Regions from separate parts of the Zea mays genome. Here region 2 is linked to region 1. Evidence: chromatin contacts called from public Hi-C data. All regions are on one chromosome and are shown on one strand. The core of a region is the stretch at or near the end of the contact, and the rest is flanking DNA. Distances in the headings are between cores, read along the strand shown.

What was found. Hi-C and Micro-C count contacts between places; a contact is called where the count stands out from the background.
Region 2: a Hi-C map of leaf shows a contact between it and region 1, with 2.0 times the contacts expected there. The contact joins the promoter of LOC103637538 here to the promoter of LOC100193769 in region 1. A contact is called at or near these places in 2 of 25 Hi-C or Micro-C datasets (both in leaf).

What each region holds. Positions count from the first base shown.
Region 1 is chr8:175,417,676-175,421,785 of Zm-B73-REFERENCE-NAM-5.0, reverse strand. LOC100193769 (Fasciclin-like arabinogalactan protein 4) reads right to left here and starts at 2,427. Exons shown (of 1, transcript NM_001138855.1): 1 at 812-2,427. The coding sequence starts at 2,348. The coding sequence ends at 1,068.
Region 2 is chr8:175,562,677-175,566,617 of Zm-B73-REFERENCE-NAM-5.0, reverse strand. It overlaps LOC103637538 (zinc finger protein ZAT8), which reads left to right and starts at 1,344. Exons shown (of 1, transcript XM_008659704.4): 1 at 1,344-2,373. The coding sequence starts at 1,552. The coding sequence ends at 2,106.

The DNA.
Region 1 (4,110 bases), core at 1,178-3,677:
CATGGGCCACCTCTCCAGGGAAACTACAAACGAAATATCACGCATTGCTAGTGGCCCTGCAAAGAAAACAAGTGCTCGTGCTGAACACTGGAGCACCACAGACAGAATGCCAGGCATATCAGTCGTAACATTCAGCAATGACAAGCATTTCTCATTCTGATATTCTCTCCCTCTGTATGTGGTACTACGGATATTTGATTGGTAGTAGGTACTACATCGGTACAGCTTATTGCCCTATTGGCTATTTTATGATCAACCACTAGATGTTTATAATCTCCAAACAAAGAAAATTAGTTTTTATTCCCAACTTCACAATGTGTTGCTAGTCAAACAACATTTTATCATATAACTCAAACAAGTAATAACCAAGACACTAATAAATTGCTGGATCTTGAGATGAGATTCAGTGAATCCACCTAGAGTGCTCGACATGACTATGGAATTTACACCACCAGATTTCTTTGGTAGTCAGAGCCCAGAGGTGTCTGCTGCCAATAAGTTCCCATAAAAAAGCTTTTACACTTTGGACCTCAGCTGACAACCAACTTGTCATTCATGATATCTGAGTTCTGCCGCTAGAGTCAAAATAGTCAAGTGATCTAATTCTAACATATTAGGGTAACTTCGTTCTATCATGAGTACTCATACCATAACAGCATTGCAAGATTGAAAAACTCAGCCTGTGCAGAAGTGAGATAGCAACTACCTATACAGATCTAATCTGGCTATATCGAATTCACTCCTTTAGATCTAATCTGATGCAAAATCAACCTCCAAAATTGAGTTCAAGCACAAATAAAAAGAGAAGGATGGCCAAAACAGAAAATACTATTCATTGTAGAGCAAAAGGACTGCATAGATTTGTACACATGACATTATTTCCCTTTGCCACATGACAAAATGGAAAGAAATTAGAATAATCAGGTGAAGCAACTAATTTTTTTTGCTACTTTAAATCTACGAAATTCTCTCCCCAATCCCTCCCTCCCGGTGTAGACGTTCTAGACAGTAAGTAATACAAAAACTGAGCACAAGGAAGCAAGAAAGCAACAAGCACGACCAGAATCTCATACCAGAGATAGTAATAGATGCAGATACATGAGTCCTACACACCACCAAGAAGTCCCCTTTGCTGTCGCCAAAGCAGCTGACGACTCGCTATCTTCCCCGTGGAGATCAGGCGGGGATGAGAGCCTCGTCTGTGGTGTCTGCTCGGTCCCGGCGTCGCCGGGCGCCATCGCAACCGAAGGTGGTACCATGGCGGTGCTGCCAGAATCGCCCCGGCTGAACATTTCCTTGGGCAGTAGAACCTTGGAGACGGCAAAGACCGCCACAGGATTCTGGTCGAACACTGTGCGGGTGATGGATGCCTGCACGATGCCCGTGTCAATGGCAATGGAGCCATTGACGCGGGTTATGTTTAGGGTGAAGTGGCCAGCCTCGGTGTGCTCTGTGGCGAGAGTGGGTTGGACAGGGTTCACGATGGACTCGAGGGAGCCCAGCGGGTAGTAAGAGTGCAGCACATGGAAGCGGAGCACGACGGCCTTGCGCTCAGCGGGTAGTGACTGGAGGCGGTCGGTGGCGGGGAGGCCGGCAAAGGCGTCGTCGGTGGGGACGAAGACGGTGATGCCAGCACCGCGCTCGTCGGCCTCAAACTCGCTCGCTACACCGGAAGCCTGCAGCATGGAGGCCGCCACGTAGAACCCACGCGCGTCGGTGAGAACCCGGGTGATGTTCACCGGCGGTGGCGGGCGGCTCTCGGAGGCCGCGAGGTCGAATCCGGAGGGTACGATAAGGCCACCCACCGCGAGCACGCTGAGATTGTACGGGACCGCGGTCACGGCGCCGAGGACCGTGGCGCTCGATCCCGGGGACGGCGCCGGCGAGCGGACCACGACGGTGGAGTTGGGCCCCACGGTGAGGTTGACGGCGCCGAAGTCGGAGGGCGCGCGGCCCGTGGTCTGGAACAGCGTCGTCACGAGCTTCCCGGAGGGAGGGAGGCGGGCGAGGTCGGACGGGGAGAGGTACTCCAGCAGGACGTGGTACCTCAGCACGTCGGCGATGTCGGCGCCGGCTACGAAAGCCGAGGGTGACTGCGGCAGGTTGGCGTTCGGCACGGCCAGGAGCGTCAGGGACGACCTCCCGGCCAGCTCGCTGGCCACGGGAGTGGATGCCAGCAGCCGCGCGAAGTCGGCGAAGTTGGGGAACGCCGAGAGCACCGCCGTCGCGTTGAGCCCAGCCCCAGCTGCTGGGGAAGGCAGCGCCGCCGCCACGAGCAGCGCCAGCGCAGCTGCCCCGAGACTAGCGAGGCGCGGCGAGACGGGAGCGGCGCCCAAGCCTCTCCCCATCTCGCCAGTGGAGCGGGGAGTGAGGAGCAGGTAGTGAGGTAGATGACGACGGACGGAAGAGGGACGGGGGTTGCGGTTGCCTGATGAGAGGGGAATATTTTGGTCTTTTCTCGCCCTCACCTTTCCTCTTCGGAGGTTTACGGTTTCGTTGCTTGAGGTTTTCTTTGGTGTCTGAACGTGAAATGAGGTAGACGGTAGAGCGGTGGGAATTAATGTACGTGCCCCTGGGCTGTAGCAACTACGCCAGCTCCCAGCCCGCCAGGCGTTTGTACCACGATGTTGGTCTCGTCACGTGAGTCCTCGGTTCTTCTCATCGGTGCTCCGACTCGTCATTTTAGGCTCTAAAGCTAGGGATGGACCAGTGCTCTCCACAGATCTTTTGTTGCTTATATCATCTTTTAGATATGCTGATACAATCTACATGGGAACCCACCTGGCCTCTATATCCCGTTTATCTAGAAAAAAAAGAATGCTCTCGTCATATGAGTCAAAAGAGAAATAAAGGAGATTAAATCCCTACTAGTCAAAATTAAACAGAATGAGATTTAGCTCTCTCAACCCTCTTCGAACTGGACGCAATCGGACAAGACTTTAACATGCACAAGGAACAGTAAAGGTGGTGCGATCATGTCTCTAGAAAAAACCTTGACCAGATCATAAAAGCAACGTGGCAAAATGCGTATCATGGCAAGCAAGAACAAACAAGCACAGTACATTCCTCAAAATCTGATTCCAACTATAACCTGTATAAAAGCCGGTGCGGATCTGACGATTATGACAGTTAACTATAGATTACATAAGAGTATGGTAGCTTATATAGATGACAACACTCATTAGTATCTAAGGTACGAGAATTTCAAGGATCTATTCTGTTGTTTTACTTATTTGTTTGGGATTTTAGATTTTTGTTAGTGAATCTAGTTCAGATGATCCCTATCTCTCAAACGTCTCACAAAACTCAATAGAACACTAGAAGAACACACGAGTTTTATTGCTACCAAACCACACTGTTGTCTTTCTGTATTTTGTTGATCTGCTTAAACATACAATTACAAAGGCTCACAACCGCAAAAAAAATTATGCCAATCTCGATCAATTAGAAAAAAAGAAAGTATCTAGTTAGCTATCAATTAGCTAAGACTAAAAAGTAATCAATTATTCTCCTAATCATGTATCGGTTATTTGACCTTTGACGATACCCAATCTTGCCATGAATATCAACAAAACATGCGTGCCAGAGTGACTTCGTCAAAATATCCTATAGTTGTTCTTTAGCACTCACATGAGCCATGCATGTCTTCCTGTTCTCCGTTCTCCACACATTCACAAAAAATGGAATTCAGTATCGATGTGCTTACTTCAATCACGAATAATTGTGCCCTAAAAAGTCAGGAACGGCCTGCATATTACAATCCCTTCACTCTTGTAGACTCCAACCATATCGTCACAGATCTCACCAATGGAACGAACTTGAGCATTCTCCATGTACTTTATGTCCTGAAAAGCATAGTTCACAAAAGTTTGGGAATCAAACTCATCCTCCTTAGTGTCATCATATTTTGATCTATTTCCAGACTGTGGCCTGTCGAAGTCCTCCGACGAATTGGTATTGTCCAGATCTTGTTGGTAAATAATTGATGTCTTCTTCAGCATATTATATAGATATATGATCCAGGTGATTCACAACCTTCTTTATCTTGCGGCCTTCCACTTCTTCGACACTGGAGCACAGTTTGCCAGTTTGGTCACCCCATTGAGCATT
Region 2 (3,941 bases), core at 95-2,594, 150 kb before region 1:
CCCGAAATTCAAACAATACGGGCCTTTTTGGGCTTGGGCCGGGCCGGGCCGGGCGGCCCGAATGTACACCTATAGAGAGGAGGCTGTAGATGCGGAACGCGAATTTTTTAGGAGAAAATTGAGGAAGCTGTTGGAATAAGAAAAAACACTAATTTTTACTAATATTTGTTTTAGGGTTAGTTTACACATTCATTTGGACATGCTCTAATGAGGACGTGTACAAGTCCACATCAAAAATCTACTGTACAGACGAAAGCCCAAGTTGACTCGCGTACCAGTGCCTGGCTCTGCTATCGTCCAGAATCCAGATTCTGTGCGTTCTGAGTTCTGACCAAGAAACCTCTCGGACCAGCCAGAGAGGACACTCCCTCCAAGAAATCGCTGCGGGGAATTGTACTCAGCTTCCAGCCCAAGAAAAGCGCACACGACGGTAACCCAGCGAGAAAAAAAACGTCAGCCACACGAAGCTTAAGCTTAAGCTAGCCGAGACCGAGACAGAGACCGAGACCGAGAGGCGAAGGCGAGCCCGGAATTCCGCGTCGACGGCGTCGGCTTTTACAAGTCTATCTGTCAGCTGCCGCGCGCACAGGCCAAGCAAGCGACGGCTCGTCGGCGGCGCCTGTTGCTTGGCCTCTCGCCTGCTTCGCGCATCCGTGCATCACAGCTCACGTCACGTCCGCCGCCGGCCTTTGGATTATTCGTCAAGATATGCACGTGTTACGCGCACGGAATAATGAGTAGTAGTCAATTAGAATGGATAAGCATGTGTACAGGCTTCGTACGAATGTACGCGTGGGTCGCGATGACTCTCGATGATGAACACGCACCCGATCGATCATCTACTAAATTTTACACTATAATTTTTGAATCAAAATCAATTTAAGAGCTTAATCGAATCGTGCGTGCAGAAATTACCACCCCTGTCTATATCTATACGCGAGTGTGCGGAGTGGTATACATGTTGCCTACTACTTCACCAAACTACCAGGGTAAGGAGACGTCACATGCATGAAACGTTCCCGCCCGTGTCCGTTCGCGCAGGATGATCGTCATGGAGAGCCGTCTGAACGAGCGAGTTGTCCGCCGAAAAGCGCCTAATTAACCACGTGTTCCGATCCGATCCGATCCGATCCGATGCGCGCGCGGCGCTGCGGGTGGCGACCAAGTGTGGTGGTATGCACGACGAGTGCGACCGCGTCACGTTTCTTCGTGTCCAAGCCTCTCGTCACCTCCATCCAAGCAGAGCTCAGCTCAGCTGATGGCCTGGCCGACCGGTTCGCAGACGTGAACGCCTCTTCCATTCCCATCACAGTTGAGATACGCCTGCCCCAGTCAGCGCACTGCGCACACACACAAACTCCCACCCACAGGCCACAACCACAAGCAAGCGCGCTCGGCCCGGTTTATACTATTATATTTGAACACGTACGTGCGCGTGAGTGTGGAATTTCAGCTCGCTGCTTAATGATATACTCCTAGCTATATATACACAGTAGTATAATAATATTATAAAGGAGAGGAGAGTCAGCAAACTTCCGTCGATCTCTCTCGATGGTCATGACGCTTACGAGACACGACTCGGGAGAGAGCAAGGAGATGGAGGGCCTCCGTGCGCACTCCGAGGCCGCGCTGCTCACGCTGTCGTCGACGACGACGGGCGGCACCGGCACCGGCACCGGCACCGGCACGGCCGCGGCGGCGGAGGGCGCGTTCGAGTGCAAGACGTGCAGCAAGCGGTTCCCGTCGTTCCAGGCGCTGGGCGGGCACCGCACCAGCCACACGCGGCTGCAGGCGCGGACGCTCGTCGGCGACCCGGCCGAGCGGTACGACGACAGGCCGGCGGCGCGGGTGCACGAGTGCGCCGTCTGCGGCCTCGAGTTCTCCATGGGCCAGGCGCTCGGCGGCCACATGCGCCGCCACAGGGGCGAGGGCCCGCCGCCACCGGCCGCGCACGACGACGACGGCGACGGCCCCGCCCAGCCGGACCGGGACATGCCCGACCTCAACCTGCCGCCGTTGGACGACGACGATGGCAGCCAAGCAGGTTCACGGCAGTCGGGCGGTGGTCGCGGCTCCGGGCCTCAGCTGCTCAACCTGCTCGTATAGCGTGCGTGGCGTGCACAGATTGTGGTTCGGATCGAGATGTAAATGAATCGTGGCTTAGATTTTGGAACCTACTACACGTGAGATGGAATTCTTCGATGACGAGCTTATTTAGTTCCATAGGTTGTTCCTGGTTTTAGTTGGTTTGCTCCTTCGTGTAATGCCTATTGTTCGGTTCAATTCATTTGTTGTGAGTAAAATATACTCTCACATTAGACATTTTAACTCTTGTTTTTTATATATACGTTTAAATGGATGGTAATAAATCTAGTCACATATTTACAATAAATACTCTCTCTGTTTCAATTTATAATTTATTTAACTTTTTATCATAAATTTGACCGACTCTTCTTATTAAAAAATCATAATTATTATAATTTTTTACCGTAGTATTGTTTAGCATATAATATATACTTTAATTTTGACTTTGATTTTTTTATAAAAATTTAAATAAGATGAGTATATTATTTATTGTATGAAACAACTAAAAAGATAAAACGAATTTTGTTCTAGGATGGAGGTATTTGTCAACATGTTATCTAACTGCTTGTTGCGTTAATCACTCGATTGGTTGGTCAACGAAATAAAACTAGAACACCGAATTTTATCCAAAATGAAAGAAGATTATAGCCGTCAGTGCAAACTAGTTGCTCGTGGGGACCATATAGCAAGACAAGAATTCCAATTGGTGGATGGGGACGAAGCTCTCAACTATCTATTATAAATATTTATTCGTACACTCAGAGGGAGTCAATAATTAACTTTGATCCAATCACTAATGACACTATACATGTCCAAAACGGGCCGGCCCTAGGTGCAGCTCGGCGCCCGGCATGCCCAAGCACGCGAAAGGCACGACCCGGCACGACGGCCGGCGTGCCCGTGCCAGCCCGGCCCGGCCCGGTGCACGTGCCGTGCTTGGGCTGCCAAGTGGGCCCGTGGTGCAGGCACGAGCACGGCCCACGTAAGCCGCGGCACGACGCCGGCCCGTTAACCGCGTAAGTAAGGCGTCGTAAGAAAGGAAGCAGCACCACAGAGTTCAAGAAGGACTGAACTATGAACTTATTATCTCTGTTTCTACCTATTTATGTTCTCTATTTCTCTTATCTGTAATATGTTGGACTGTGGACTCAACATTGAACTATGAACTTGTAAATACTTTAAGGAGATGGTTGTACTCTTTTCCTTTCTAGGGTTTTCTCATGAAGTGTGAGTTTTTAACTAGGAAGGTTTTTAATGAGGCAGCATTGCACTAAAACTCCAAACCATTTAAAGACTATTCTGTAGCCTATTTGCCTTGTTTTCTGTTAACTTTGATGAATTATGTGTATTATGTAACTGGGCCCGAGCCCGGCACTGCACCAACCATGCCCCCGGCCCGATTAGCATTAGGTGTGCCGTGCCTGGGCAGGGATTTGGGCCCACGTGCCAGCCCGGCCCGGCCCGTGACACTGTCGTGCCGTGCCTGAGCACGCCACTGTCGTGTCGTGCCCAGCTGTGTCCGTGCCGGGCTGCATGTATAAATGGCACACTCCAACTAAGTTATACCAACAATCAGTTGCTTGCACACCTCTTTACGGGAGAAGACGTGATACATGGGATGCGATGGAACATGACAAAGCACTTCAATATATCCGACGATTTGCTGAAATTCCATCAAAAAAATTGGTAGGGAACTAGGGGGTGATAATAAAAGATGATTATAAGCGTTGTTTGAAGAATTATCCCCTTTTAGCTTCGACTTCGGCTTTATAACTTCGTTACCAAAAGGCAAGGGAACCAAAACATATGAAGTAGCTGCCGCCTGCCGGATTCATATGTCGTAAGCTTTTAAAGCT